Regions from separate parts of the Xenopus laevis genome. Here region 1 is linked to region 2. A link is a contact called in public Hi-C data. All regions are on one chromosome and are shown on one strand. Each heading gives the region's core, a stretch centred on a gene start, on an enhancer-like site or on the middle of the called end of the contact. The rest is flanking DNA. Distances are from core to core; before and after follow the strand shown.

What was found. Hi-C and Micro-C count contacts between places; a contact is called where the count stands out from the background.
Region 1: a Hi-C map of the XL177 cell line shows a contact between it and region 2, with 4 times the contacts expected there. The contact joins the enhancer-like site here to the promoter of tmem74b.L in region 2. A contact is called at or near these places in 2 of 4 Hi-C or Micro-C datasets (the XL177 cell line and the XTC cell line).

The regions. Positions count from the first base shown.
Region 1 is chr9_10L:18,914,218-18,921,526 of Xenopus_laevis_v10.1, forward strand. The region is part of intron 6 of LOC108701997 (traf2 and NCK-interacting protein kinase); the gene reads right to left. Among protein-coding and RNA genes, the nearest start is that of csnk2a1.L, 5.6 kb to the right of the region's middle. Within about 2 kb of position 3,519, at least 1 of the 7 cell types and tissues checked has an H3K27ac peak or open chromatin away from gene starts, as enhancers often do.
Region 2 is chr9_10L:18,827,500-18,834,173 of Xenopus_laevis_v10.1, forward strand. tmem74b.L (transmembrane protein 74B L homeolog) reads left to right here and starts at 4,675. Exons shown (of 2, transcript NM_001096669.1): 1 at 4,675-4,747; 2 at 6,085-6,674. The coding sequence starts at 6,133. The region is part of intron 6 of LOC108701997 (traf2 and NCK-interacting protein kinase); the gene reads right to left.

The sequences.
Region 1 (7,309 bases), core at 2,269-4,768, 86 kb after region 2:
ATTTTCTCTTTAAAGGAGAAGGAAAGGCTAAAATGAAGTAAGCTTTATCAGAAAGGCCTATATAAATACACCAGTAAACAATCAAAGTAATGCTGCTCTGAATCCTCTGTCAAAAACACAGCTTTCCTTTCCTTCTATTGTGTACACATGGACTTCTGTATCAGACTTCCTGTTTTCAGCATAAACCTCAAGGGCTAGGGCTTGAGCATGCTCAGTTTGCTCCTCCAGGCAGAAAGTGGAGTTTTGCCTCCAATAACGGATCAGCTGGAAATAAAGAAGGATGGGTTCAGGAAGATCCGTCACATTGAGGAGCTGTGCAGCATGGCAGATCCACTCACTGTCCTACAGGAATGGGAATCAGATGGAGCTGCCTTTTTTAGGGGCAGATAAGGAGGCCAGAGAGAAATGACATAAACGGCCCTGCTGCAGGGCATCCGGATGTGGGTTGGTCTCAGGGACCTTACTTCAAAGCTTAAGTCATATGATTAGTGGGCTAAAAGAAAAGGAATGGAGGAAGTTTGGGAGGAGATAGAGGAATGACACTGGATACACACACATCAGCTAATAATGTTGATGTATCAGAAGACAGAAAACAATACACAACTTTTAGAGAGCCCCATCATACATACCAGTGGTATAAATACATACAGGGCTGCCAATGAGAAGGGGGGACAGGGGGGGACTGTTGTCTTGGGCCCAATGAAATCTTCCTCAGCTGAGTAACGTCAACTTTATGTAACTTCGGCAAAAACTGCTTACAAACTTATGTAATGCCCTTATCAAGCAAAGGACAACACAGAGAAGCTTGACAGGGGCAAACTCCACTGACCACCAATGAATTAAAAAACTTCCACTGACCACCGATTTATTGTAACTCTTTATGTGAACTACTTATTATAGAGTAATCAGCTGTTTATATTGGGAGCTCTTTACTAAATTATATGAGTATCTCCTATAGGAACTTTTCAGCAGTGGAATGACTGGTTATTGGGCCCCATAGCCAGATCATTGGTCCTAGTGATGGACGAATCTGACACATTATGCTTCAAAGAAAATTGACGAAATGCATTGAAGTCAATGGGCAACAATATTTTTTTGACGCATGCCAATTTTTTTTTCACCCATTTTCGTGGCGAAACCTGGAGAAATATTCCGCTCATCGCTAATTGGGCCCCTAAACATTTGCAATTTACGATATTACTTTTGTAGAAACATGTATCTGGCAACAACAGGCAGAGCAGTGTGACAAGGGCAGGTAAGTGAGTAGGTTTTAAACTCCACTGCCCCCCAATGAACAGACTGTTAATTTGCAAATAAATTAATGGAACTCTTTATATGAATAGCTTATTATAGAGTAACATCAGCTGTTTAGATCACATACACAAGGGGTCTCAAAATTTCTAGGGACTATTCATGCCGGGCCCTTCTGAATATTGCCCAGTCTCTAAGAACTAAGCATTTGCCCCTCATCTGCCTCTCCCTATCCCTCTGACCCTCTCTTCCTTCTGCCCCTCCATCTGTCTGCTCCATCTCTTCTTTTTGCTCCATCTCTTTCTTTTCCTGTAAATCTATCTGTATCCATATTCCTTCTAACAGCCACTTTGGACCTGGATCAATCTGTATTAACATTGCCCACATTGCACCTCGCTCTCTTCCCATTCCCTTATAGCAGATGCAATCAGTTCCTCACCACCTACTATTTAGATTGTAAGCTATGTAGGCAGAGACATGCATTGATGACATCTAACATAGGATGGGCATTCAAATTATGTCTTCATATTCTATTTTAGAAATGTATACTTATACTAGGCCAGAGGTACTGTTTTCCTTAGGTCAATTATAACCAAAATGAAACATAATACAACTTGAAGAACAGCCCAATGCACACCGTAAAGGGGTTGTTCACCTTTTAACTTTTAGTATGATGTATTGTATTTCTCAGTAAATCTGACTCCTGTGCTTACATCCTTTAAGTACTTATAACAAGTTGCTTTAACACATTTCCCTAATTTTACATTTGCCGTGATTTTACACACTTTTTTTCCTGGCCCCTGAAAATGTAAAATGGGGGTTCAACTGTAGTCATTCCCAGCCCAAAGAGCCATGGAGCAGCTGGAAAGAAAGAATATTTCAGTCTGCGTGGGACCCACACCCCACAGCGCCCCCTACAGATATAGTGCAGTGCAACTCACATGTGGCCCAGGGGACAGGAAGAGGTGCTGGGGAGTGCCTGCCTGATGACCCCAATATCACTTCCTGTTCAACTAATTTAGCAGTGATGCTTCCAGCTAAAATGAAGACAATAGAGGGGAAGGGGCTGGGTGTCCCCTGTGTCTATCCACCCAACAAGTACCTGCAGCATTCCTTAGCAACTGGCCTGACCTGACACAATACTAGGAAAGCACAGAGGGGTCAATAGCCTGAGAATGTGAGGTTAGTCACTTGCTGCATCTGGCGCAGGCACCTGAAGGTTCCACAGCTGTACATGGCTACAGTCTTTATCTGTCCATGTGTGCATGGGAACCTGGGTATAAGCACAGTATACTGTATATAACAGTACTGAGTATCTATACCCTGCTCACCCACTATGTATAACAGTACTGAGTATCTATACCCTTCCCACCCACTCCCCACTCTGTACAACAGTACTGAGTATCTCTACCCTGCTCACCAACTCCCCGCTTTGTATAACAGCACGGAGTATCCCTACCCTGCTCAAACACTCCTCACTCTGTATGACAGTACTGAGTATCTATAACCTGCTCACCCACTCCCCACTCTGTACAACAGTACTGAGTATCTCTACCCTGCTCACCAACTCCCCACTTTGTTTAACAGCACGGAGTATCCCTACCCTGCTCACTCTGTATAACAGTACTATCTATACTCTGCTCGCCAACTGCCCGCTCTGTATAACAATATCTATGTCCAACTGCCCGCTCTGTATAACAATACTGAGTATCTATACCCAGCCCACCCACTCCCTACTCTGTATAACAGTACTGAGTATCTATGCCCAGCCCACCCACTCCGTACTCTGTATAACAGTACTGAGTATCTATACCCTGCTCACCAACTCCCCTCTCTGTATAAGATTACTGATTATCCTTACCCTGCTCACCAACTCCCTGCTCTGTATAACAGTACTGAGTATCTATATCCCACTCACCAACTCCCTGCTCTGTATAACAGTACTGATGATCCCTTCCCTGTTCACCAACTGCCCACTCTGTATAACAGTACTGAGTATGTATATCCCGCTCACCCACTCCTCACTCTGTATAACAGTACTGAGTATTCTTACCCTGCTCACCCACTCCCCGCTCTGTATAACAGTACTTAGTATCTATTTCCTACTCATCAATTTCCCACTCTATAGAACATTACAGAGTAACGATATCCTGCTCACTGCTCTGTATATCAGTACTAAGTATCTTAATCCTTCTTACCAACTCGCCTGCTCTCTATCCAAATAATTTATTGATGGGTATGTAGGGAGGGGAAGCAGCACCTCCCCGTGGGATGCTGGGGAAGTGCATGTGACACTGTGGCTGCTACAGTATAGTGTCACAGTCAGTAGTCTGTACAGGGCAGTGCAGGTGGATATTACAGGCTGTGGCTTTACCTGAGAGTCCCCGACACCTCCCCATACACAGTGGCAGGCTTGCAACCCTCTCTGAAAAGATTGTTGTCACATTTACACAATGTTTCTGCATTCCAGAACATTCATTAAAGACTCATACTGTTTGACTAGTAGTGATATCTGTCAGACATGGGACCATATACACCCAAGAGCATGTACCTCTATCAACCATGGAGTGCTGCTACCTGTAAGGGGCTACAGTTCGGTCTGTGGCCATTTAATATACCATCTCCCCCCACATTAGAGAATGGGGGTATATTTAGTCACACAGGGAGAATAGTTGCACAGAGGGTGAAAAGACCACATTGCTGCCACAGGCTTGGGGTAACAGAGCTACCAATTAGGGGTAGATTCTGAGCACTTGTCCAAATATTATCCCTAATGTCCATAGAGCTGAACCAGTGGGTGTTGTATAATCTTTGTACAGTGCTGCTGCATAATTTGTTGGTGCTATACTCATTCTATATAATTTAATATATCTTTCACCTTTCATGATCCAGTTCTGTCATTTTATGTTAGCAATATGTCAGCACAAAACACGTGAGTGGCCCCCCACACACACAGGGGGCTGCCCTGTACAGCAGTTAGGGGTAGATTTGGGGAGAATTCCTATTGGTTCTCATTGACATTTCTGGAAGATCAGTTTAAAGGTTTAATCTGGTGAGATAAGGGGTTCAAACATGTTCTTCCCTGGACTATGGCTGAATCATCAACCCTTCTATTCTTGCATTCACCCCTTCCACTTGCACTTTGCCCTTCCTCATTATCACCTACATCTCCTCAGACTTACATTCAGACTTTAGGTGGCCATACACAGGCAAATTTTAGCTGCTGATTTGGCTCCTTCAGTCCAAGTTGGCACCTGTCTGTGTATGGGGCTTACTGACCAATATCTGGCCACAAATTCCAGATATCGATCGGAAAGTTTTAAAAATCTCATTGGGTGAAGACTGCATTGGCTCGTTGATGTGGTGCTAGTTTCAACAGCCTGTCGTTTGATCTGATATCATTCACCTAAAGATGGGCATATTTGTGTAAGAACTGCTTCTTTATTGACCTTGCCAAGCAAGCATACCTTCCAATATATAGTCATGTTTACATTCTAATGCTTGCCTCTCCTCATGATCACTCCCACTACAGGGGAGCCATACGTGCTTATATTTGGCAGATTGGGCAGTTTGGCCAATATTGACCATACTAGGGATTATTTGAGCAAGTCTAGCCAGTCCCACTGCCCATGAACTCGATGCCATGAATCTGCACTGAGGAGTAAGTGAAACGTTAAGGGCCTTTGCCCGGGGTAGCAGCTAGGCTGGGGGGGAGGAGGGAGGGGTGCCTATGTAGGGTAGGGTTTTTTTATTAAGGGGTTTACTTCTCCTTTAAGCCCAACAGACCTTAGTTAGAAAGCAGTCGTTTCTGGGGCACTGTATCAAATGCTTTGGCAAAATCCAAATACATCATACCTACTGCTCCTCCACTCCAGCATCTTACTTACCTCATTATAAAAAGCAATCAGATTTATTTGACATGACCTATCCTTCGTAAAGCCATGCTGATTCCTGCTCATAATGCCATTCACTAAGACAAAAATTTGAATGTGATCCCTTAACAAGCCTTGAAATATTTTTTTTTTATAAATTCTTTATTTTTCCATGTTCACATCTGCATATCACATCCAATATGTAATTGTTCATATTCATTCTTTTGTATCATATATTATTATTGCAGCAAATCAACATATATACAAAGATACAGTTCTGTGTCATGTGCATGAGTAACAAGACCAATAACATGAAAATATAAGAACACAAGAAGATAAGAAAATAGAAGGATTATGCCATTTGTTTAACAAAATGTGATTCAATATGTTTTTGCTTTAAGAAAGTTACAGGTAAGTATAAGCAAGAAATAAGAACGCATCCATACATTATGATGTGGAATGGAGGGGAGGCCCGCCGGGTCCACAGAGAAGCCCCAAATAATGGGAATTGAATTAATACATAGGCATCAATGCCTTGAAATAATTCCAATAATATTGGAATGACTTCAGCTTTCCTCCAATGCATAGGTACCATACCAGATTAAAGCAAATCTGAGTAAAGCATAAATAGAGGCCAATCTAAAACAGAACTAAGTTCTGATAGTACCTGGGGGTGTATGCCATCTGGCCCTTGTTCACATTCATTTTTATTTAAGCTTTATGAACCATATCCCGAGTCAGGCACTGACTAGATTGAGCTGAACCATCATTGCAGCTACGAAGTAAGCCTGGGAACTCTGACTCCTCTATTGTATACTTTGAAGAAAAGGACTGATTTAGCAAATTCACCTTTTCTGTATCTGTTACAACCATACTGGTATCATTATTTAAAAGAGCAACACTGTCAACCGGAATATTTTTACTATTAGTATACTTAAAAAACTTGTTGGGGTTAGGCTTAGCCTGAGCAGCAATTTGCCCCACACACTTGTAGTTTTAAATGCCTTCTTTGCTATTAAGTTCTTTACCTCCATATTGAGCCACATATCATGGTTATTGGTGCTTCTACATTTGCTTCTTAAGAGAATAAATTAAATCCAGTAACTTTTTAATATAATTTTAAATGACAACCATTTCTGTTCTGTCTTTTAGCAGAAAACATAATGTCCCAATCTATGCTCTGAAGGGCAGCCTTTAATGAGCTAAAATGAGCTTTTCTTAAATTCAGGGTTTTTGTTGCCCAAGGGTATATTTGTTTTTTGCACCAGACATTAAATTAGATCACATTATGGTCACTATTACCCAGGGGATCAATTACTTGCACATTTGCTATACGTTCTGAGTAATTAGAGATTACTAGATCCAGTATAGCATTTTTTTTTCTGGTTGGCTCCTCAACAACTTGTATGGAAAGAAACGAAAGGAGGAACCGGCACACAGGAGCATAAGCAAACGGGGTAAACCACTTACGTGTTTCTTGCGTCAAATGATACACAACATTTCGGGGGCACGCCCCTTTGTCAGGTGATGTTGCAGACAGTCTATACAACCCTTAAATAGCCTGCTAGGCCCTCCCACCGCATAGAAAAAATTACAAAAAATTCAATGGTACAATAAAGTCCAAAATACACAAAAAAAAAAAACAGTCCAAAAAGGTGAAAGAAAATTGATAACTTGCACTTGAAATATTATCACACATATAGAATATTACAGGGTACAAAATTATAGGCTATTACCTACTGCAGAATATTCAATTCAGCTGTTATCTGCAAAGTAGAGAGATACAGAGTTAAATATCAGGAGTCAGGACTACCAAAACAATGTATCTATACTTGTTATCAGCTTAGGTACATGGCTACAATGTACTATATTATAAATAGCAAGTTAAATTGAAGTCTTCATTAAGTCCCTTTGGTACTTGCGTTTGAAGTAGCCAGATCCAGTAACTTTCACGTTGTAACAATTTTTGTTTTACATTCTGTCCTCTCTTAACGAAGGGGCGTGCCCCCGAAACGTTGTGCATCATTTGACGTAATAAACACGTAAGGGGTTTACCCCGTTTGTTTATGCTCCTGTGTGCCAGTTTCTCCTTTCGTTTCTTTCAATTGGAGATCGGGGAGTGCCGTCTCCCTAGAGGACTGTGCACCAGGCAATCAAACAGAGGAGGACTAGTGAGTGCGTTCACA
Region 2 (6,674 bases), core at 3,425-5,924:
ATCAGCCCACTAAATAGTGACTGTCTATGGCATCTTACAGCAGCCCCTATGGCATTTTCCAGAACCCACATATTGCCAGTCTGGGCCTGATTGTAGCCCAACCTTGTATTACTTCCTGCAGTGCCCAACTCTGTGCAGATTTATTCCCCATTCTGGTGCTTTACAAGAAGGGTCAAATTGGGCAGGCGTTAGACACAAGCACCTAAATGAAACTCATTGCAGCATATTCAGTGAATAAATAGGATATACACATTTAGCAATGTGATACAGTCGCTGACTGGGGAACATGGTGCCTGGCATTGTGATGATGTCACCATACAGGGAACCTTGTGCCTGGCATTGTAATAATGTTACTGTACGGAGAACTTGATATCTGGCGTTATGGTGCTGTCAATGTGTGGGGAACTTGAAGACTGGCATTGTGATGATGTCAGTGTAAGGGAAACATGGAGCCTGGCATTGCAATGATGCCACTGTATGGGGAACTTAGAGCCTGGCATTGTGATGATGTCACTGTATAGGGAACTTGGAGCCTGGTTTTGCAAATATATGGGTAAAATGGAGCCTGGCACTACAAAGATATTGCTGTACTTGAGGCCTGGCGTTGAAACGATGTTACTGTACAGGGAATATGGAGCCTGGCACTACGATGATGTCACTGTATCGGGAACTTGGTGCCCGCCTGGTATTGACATGATGTCACTGTATGTGTAACTTGGTGCCTGGTATTTTGATGATGTCCCTTTATGTGTCACTTGGTGCCTGGTATTGTGATGATGTCACTGTATGTAGAACTTGGGGCCTGGCACTATGATGATGTCACTGTACTCTGGTACGCTGAATGCTTGTTCAGCTCCAGAAAGCTGTAGAACTTGGCTCCTACTTCCTTGCGTAGTTCAGTCTTGCACTGGTTCTGAAGACTAAACAACTGGACTTTAGGCTGGTTCTTTTGCTAAAAGAGAAGAAAAAGTGGGTTTGTGAGGAAGTACCCATGAGGGGAGAGTAAGATACCTCACTGTGGGTCTGTAGGAGACTCGGACTGGCAATCTGTAGATTCTGGCAAAAGTAGATTCTGGCAAATGCCAGAGGGGCTGCTGAAAGATCCCATAGACAGTCACTATTTATTGGGCCTGTGTGGGTCAGTTTGGGCCTCTGTGTAAGACAAGGTCCTATCTGAGTCCAGAAAGTTCAGTTTTCCTGGGTTTTTGTAGTTCTATTCTTGCTGGCTTAAAAAATCCGTTCCCCTCCAGATGTGTCAATAGTTACAAGTTCAAAGGAATAAAGCCAGGGCTTGTACAATTTAGGAAAAGACAAACACAGCGCAAAAAATTATATTACAGTGCAGTATTTTTCTTTAAAGGTAATGTTGCACCACTTGTTTGTAGCCCACCATGAGGTGTGCCCAGGCCCAGATTTGTGGCGAGGCCACATAGGCCCGGGCCTAGGGTGGCAAAAAATTAGGGGCAGCATGCCACCCAGCTGCATTATGGGGACATGCGCGTTCAACAGCGCCGTTTGCCGGCGCTTCAGCGCAGGCACGTGTGCGCTCACGGCACACAGGGGGAGTGTGGGCGGGCGCTAGGACCGCGCGGCCACCCGATCGAACTGCGAGGCCTAGGGGCGCCGCACCAGAAATCTGGGCTTGGGTGTGCCCTATAGAAGTGTTGTACACATGTGTACTGCTTCAAGTGTGCCTTTTGTAAACCAGTATTTAGAGGACAACTCCAAGCAACTCCTAGCAATGCATTAATGCTGGATCTTCTCACTCTGGTGGATAGGGTTGCCACCTTTTCTGTAAAAAAATACCGGCCTGCCTATATTCTTGCCGTTTTTTCCTATTAATAACATTGGCATCTAGCATCATTTTTACCGGCCAGGCCGGTAAAATACCGGCCAGGTGGCAACCCTACTGGTGGATAACTTCTGGACCACTGACAGTTTAGGCAAATAATTAGAGGACTAAAGGCATATTACTTCTGGTGGCATCAGAACTCTGCTCATAAATGAGTAGCACATGAATAAAGCACAAGTATCTTCTTCTTAATGAGCATATAAGTTCACCATTGGACTCTTACTGTGGTCCCTAATCAGGGCCGCCGATAGAAATCACAGGGCCCCGTACAACAAGCCCCGCCCCAGATACCGCCCACTCCACATCACAGTTAAAAGACCACACAGACATCAGCGCTAAAAAAGGTAACCCCTCCCACACACACACACACACAAGTTATAAAAAGCTATTGGGGACCAGGGCCCCCTATAAGTTAAAAAAAATATTGGCGTCAGGGCCCCCCATAAAAGTTTTTTTTTAAAAAAGCATTGGTGCCAGGGCCCCCCTTACAAGTTTAAAAAAAATTGGGGCCCCAAAGAACATTTTTAAAAAAAACATCGGTGGCAGGGGATAGAGTATTAAAATAATACATTGGTGGCCAGGGGATTAAAAAAAATAAAGAAAATACACATTGGTGTTCAGAGGAATTGAACTCGTGGCTTCAGGACTTCAACTTCGCTTCCATTCGTGACTTTGGGTCTTTTCGCCGATTCAGGACTTCAATTCCGCCTGTTTTCTTGGCTTCGGGTCTTTTCGCCGCTTCAGGACTTCAATTTTGGCTTCGGGTCTTTTTGACTATTCGGGACTTCGTCTGTTTGGCTTTTTCGCACTTCCGCCTTCTGGCTGTTCGGGACTTCTGAAGTAGGTGGCAAGGCTTCGGCACTGTCAATTGGGGCCAGGCTCTTTAGAACATTTTAATCCAGTCGGGGAATATCCCCTTTTATTCAGCCACCAAACATCAATGTTTCGGGGGGGAATGTGTTCCCCCCTGAAACGTTGATGTTTGGTGGCTGAATAAAAGGTGATATTCCCCGACTGCATTAATCAGTGTGTGTGCGTTCTTATACACATTGGTTGCTAAGGGACCCGGCCGGGTCAACGGAAGGAACGCACCACCAATTGCAGGATTGGTGAACTACAGGTGTGCGGTAGGAGAATTACATTGTCTTTCGAAAAGTTTAGCACTGGCAGGCCCCCCTTCAGGCCCGGGCCCGGTACACTTATACCCCCTGTGCCCCCTGATGGCAGCCCTGGGTCCCTTGCTCCAGGCATGTCACTTGCTGTGTCCCTGAAATTCAACCACTTCAGTCCCTATACTGGTGGTCTGATCACCACAGCTTGCAGCTGCTCAGCTACTGAATCCTGCCTGTCTTTCATTCCTGTAGTTATCAACAAAGCTATCACTAACTTTCCTAACTGGGCCTGGCACTGCCCAGACCCAATCCTGTGCCCACCTCCCGGCTAGGTGGTATCCAGAAAAGAGCCCTAAGCCCCTGTGCTCTCCCTTTAATCTACTTAAACACACTGAGCAAACACTGAATTGCTATTACATCAGGTATAACCTTGAAATAGCATTGCATTGCTGGGTCTCTCCTTGGTGTCCCCAATTATCTCTGTTGCTCATGGATGTTCTTTCTGTTGCTCATGGATGTTCTTTGCCGGGGTATTGACAGCTCAGTACTGGGGCAAGAAGGTCATAGTGACCACCTGAGAAAAGAACCAGAACCAGCTCTAATAACAGTTCCCAAACTGGATCACAAGAATAAGGAAAGAGGCCTAGAAGAGATTCATAGTCGGCAGAAGCATCAGATCAGAAACTGAATATTCTACCCAGAACCTGACAATGACCTGTCCACTCCTGCTCTTCCCTGTCCTGAGTGGTGACCTCTGCCTCCTAATGGAACAGAAGTTCTAAATAGCTATCACTTCTGGCTGATACAATATCTAGATATAGATCTCTGAATCATGTGACTGTTGGCTGCACTGCTTTTGGCTATATCCATCAATATTAGCTCTCAAGCAGAAATATAAGAACTAGGGCGGTGGACTGTGGGCCCCAGTGGGAATATAGGCACTAGGGGTGGAAGTCAGTGGGAATATAATTACTTGGGGATGGGACCCAGTAAATAAATACATTCTAGGGGGCAGAACCCAATAAAAGAATATTAGCACTATGGGGCAGAACCAAGTAGATAAATATAAACTCTAAGGACAAAACCCAGTATTTTAATATAGACACTAGGGTGATGAACCAGTAGGAATATAAGTGCTAGGAGATGGGAGCCAGTATATAAATGTTTAGGGGGAGGAACTAGTGGTTATATAAACACTAGAGGGTGGGAGCCAGTGGGAATATCAGTGTTACTATTGTTCATCCATTAATTTACCACTAATCGTTGGCTGGGAGCGGTTGGACAGCAGCAAAGATGCAGTAAAGTGAACGGCAGTAAGATATTTATTTATAATTGGATTTTTTAAGAAACATAAATTCACGTGGCTTTATATGATTTTTTTGACGCAAATGGGCTTTGTTCTGTCTCCGACTGCCTGTGTGATGGGGGATTTATGAAATATGTGTCCATGGGGTCATTTGCACCTTTCACCCTGGAGTTGTCCCATGCAGCAGGGCGAGGGTAAGGGGCTGGGGCTGTAACATTGGAATAAAGCAGTCGTCTCTCATTGGCCCGCCCGGCTAATTGTCTCTGGCAGCCCTTGCTTTTCCCCTCTCTCCCCGGCAGGTGGCGCGCACAGCCACAATTAGTATCGTTTTATCTCTACCTGTGCACTGCAGATGGCGCTTTGATGTCTCCCAGACAACACAGATAAGTCCCGGTCCGGTGGCTGCTGCTTCCAGTGTGGAAAGGCGGATCTGGTTTCCGGCCCAAACCCGAAGCATCTCTGTGAGCTGAGAAAGAGGTAATGGAAGGGTCCGTGAGTGATTGCTGTGTTTGTCCATTCCAGAGGCACCTGCCGGCCGGGGAGGAGGAGGTCCCTGTCCTCTCTCTCTCTGTTATCATTGTCTCCATTGTTATATTATAGGGGCACGTCCCAGTGTTATTGGGCTGAGTTGGAGCAGGTGATACAATTATTAGTCTGATTCAAAGGTGCCAACATTTTTATTGGGGGGGGGGGGGACAGGCCAGGGCGGGCACCAGTATTATTAGAGTGGAAAGTGCCGATGTTATTATTATGGGCAGATGGGGGGGGGAGTACCAGTATTATTAGAGGTGCCACTGTTATTATTATAGGGGGCAGGTTCCAGTATTGAGTGACTGAGTGGAAAGTGTTATATAGAGGGCAGGTGCTAGTATTATTAGTCTCAGGGGAGGCTGCCAGTATTAATAGGCTAAGGAGAGGGTGCCAGTATTAATAGGTGAAGAATAACGTGAAAGTGTCAGTATTATTATAGGGAGGCAGGTGCTTGCATTATTAGGTTGAGGGGAAGATGCCAGAGTTGTTATTATAGGGGGTCGGGTGCCGGTATTATTAGGCTAAGTGGAAGGTGCCAGTGTTATTATTATGGGGGGGGCAGGTACCAGTAGTATTAGGCTAAAAGGAAGGTTTCAGTATCATAGAGGGCAGGTGCTAGTGTTATTAGGCTGAGGGGAGGGTATTAATTTGTCATTATTATTGTAGGGAGGCAGGTCCTAGCATTATTAGGCTGAGGAGAAGATGCCAGCATTGTTATTATAAGGGGTCAGGTGCCGGTATTATTAGGCTAAGTGGAAGGTGCCAGAGTTATTATTATGGGGGGGCAGGTGCCAGTAGAATTAGGCTAAAAGGAAGGTTCCAGTGTTACAGAGGGCAGGTGCTAGAATTATTAGGCTGAGGGGAGGGTACCAGTATTATTAGGCTGAGGAGAGGGTGCCAGTATTAATAGGCCAAGTGAAAGTGTCAGTATTATTATAGAGGAGCAGGTGTCAGTATTATAAGGCTGAGGGGAAGATGCCATTAATGTTATCATAGGGGGCAGATTGCAGTATTATTAGACTGAGTGGAAAGTGCCAGTGTTATTATGGGACAAGTACTAGGCTGGCGGGTGCTAAATTATTAGGCTGAGTGGAAAGTGCCAGTATTATTAGGCTGAGGGGAAGATGTTAATGTTATAATTATAGGGGGCAAGTGCCTATATTAGGCTGAGGGAAAGGTACCAGTATTATTAGGCTTGGGGAAGGGAAGGTGCCAGTATTTTTAGGTAGGGGGCAGATAGCAGCCATTGGCCCTTACCCTATTTATCTCTCATTTGTTCTAAGCTCTCGTGCCATGTGCTTCCCTGAGCGCAGCATGTTCAGCCCTCGCCAATGGCTCGTGCAGATTCCCTAGAGCTGAGAAACCTACCAGCCGGACATGGAACCAGGTCACCGCATTGGGAAGAAAGCAGAGCATTTGAGAATCCAGCCTATGAGGAGCCCACAGACCTCATCTTTGAAGATAATTTGGGGCATTTCCATCAGTGCAGCCCCAACCCTGAGGTAAGGGGGCAACTGGGGACAGGTGATGCATCTCCTCACTCAGAGGACAGCCAGGTCCCGGAGACACCCCGCCATTCTGTGGATTATGGTTTCATCTGTTCCCTTATTCTTTTGGTCAATGGTATAATTCTGGTGGCCATTGCTTACATGATCCCACGAGAGGTACGTGTCAGTCCAGAGTCTGTGAGTGCCCGTGAAATGGAGAGACTGGAGCACTACTATGCCCGCCTGGGCACCCACCTGGACAAATGTATCATTGCCGGCCTGGGGCTGCTGACTCTGGGTGGCACACTCCTCTCCCTGCTCCTCATGGTTTCCATCTGCAAAGGTGAACTCTACCACAGGAAACAATTCCCTGCTCGGGGTCCCAG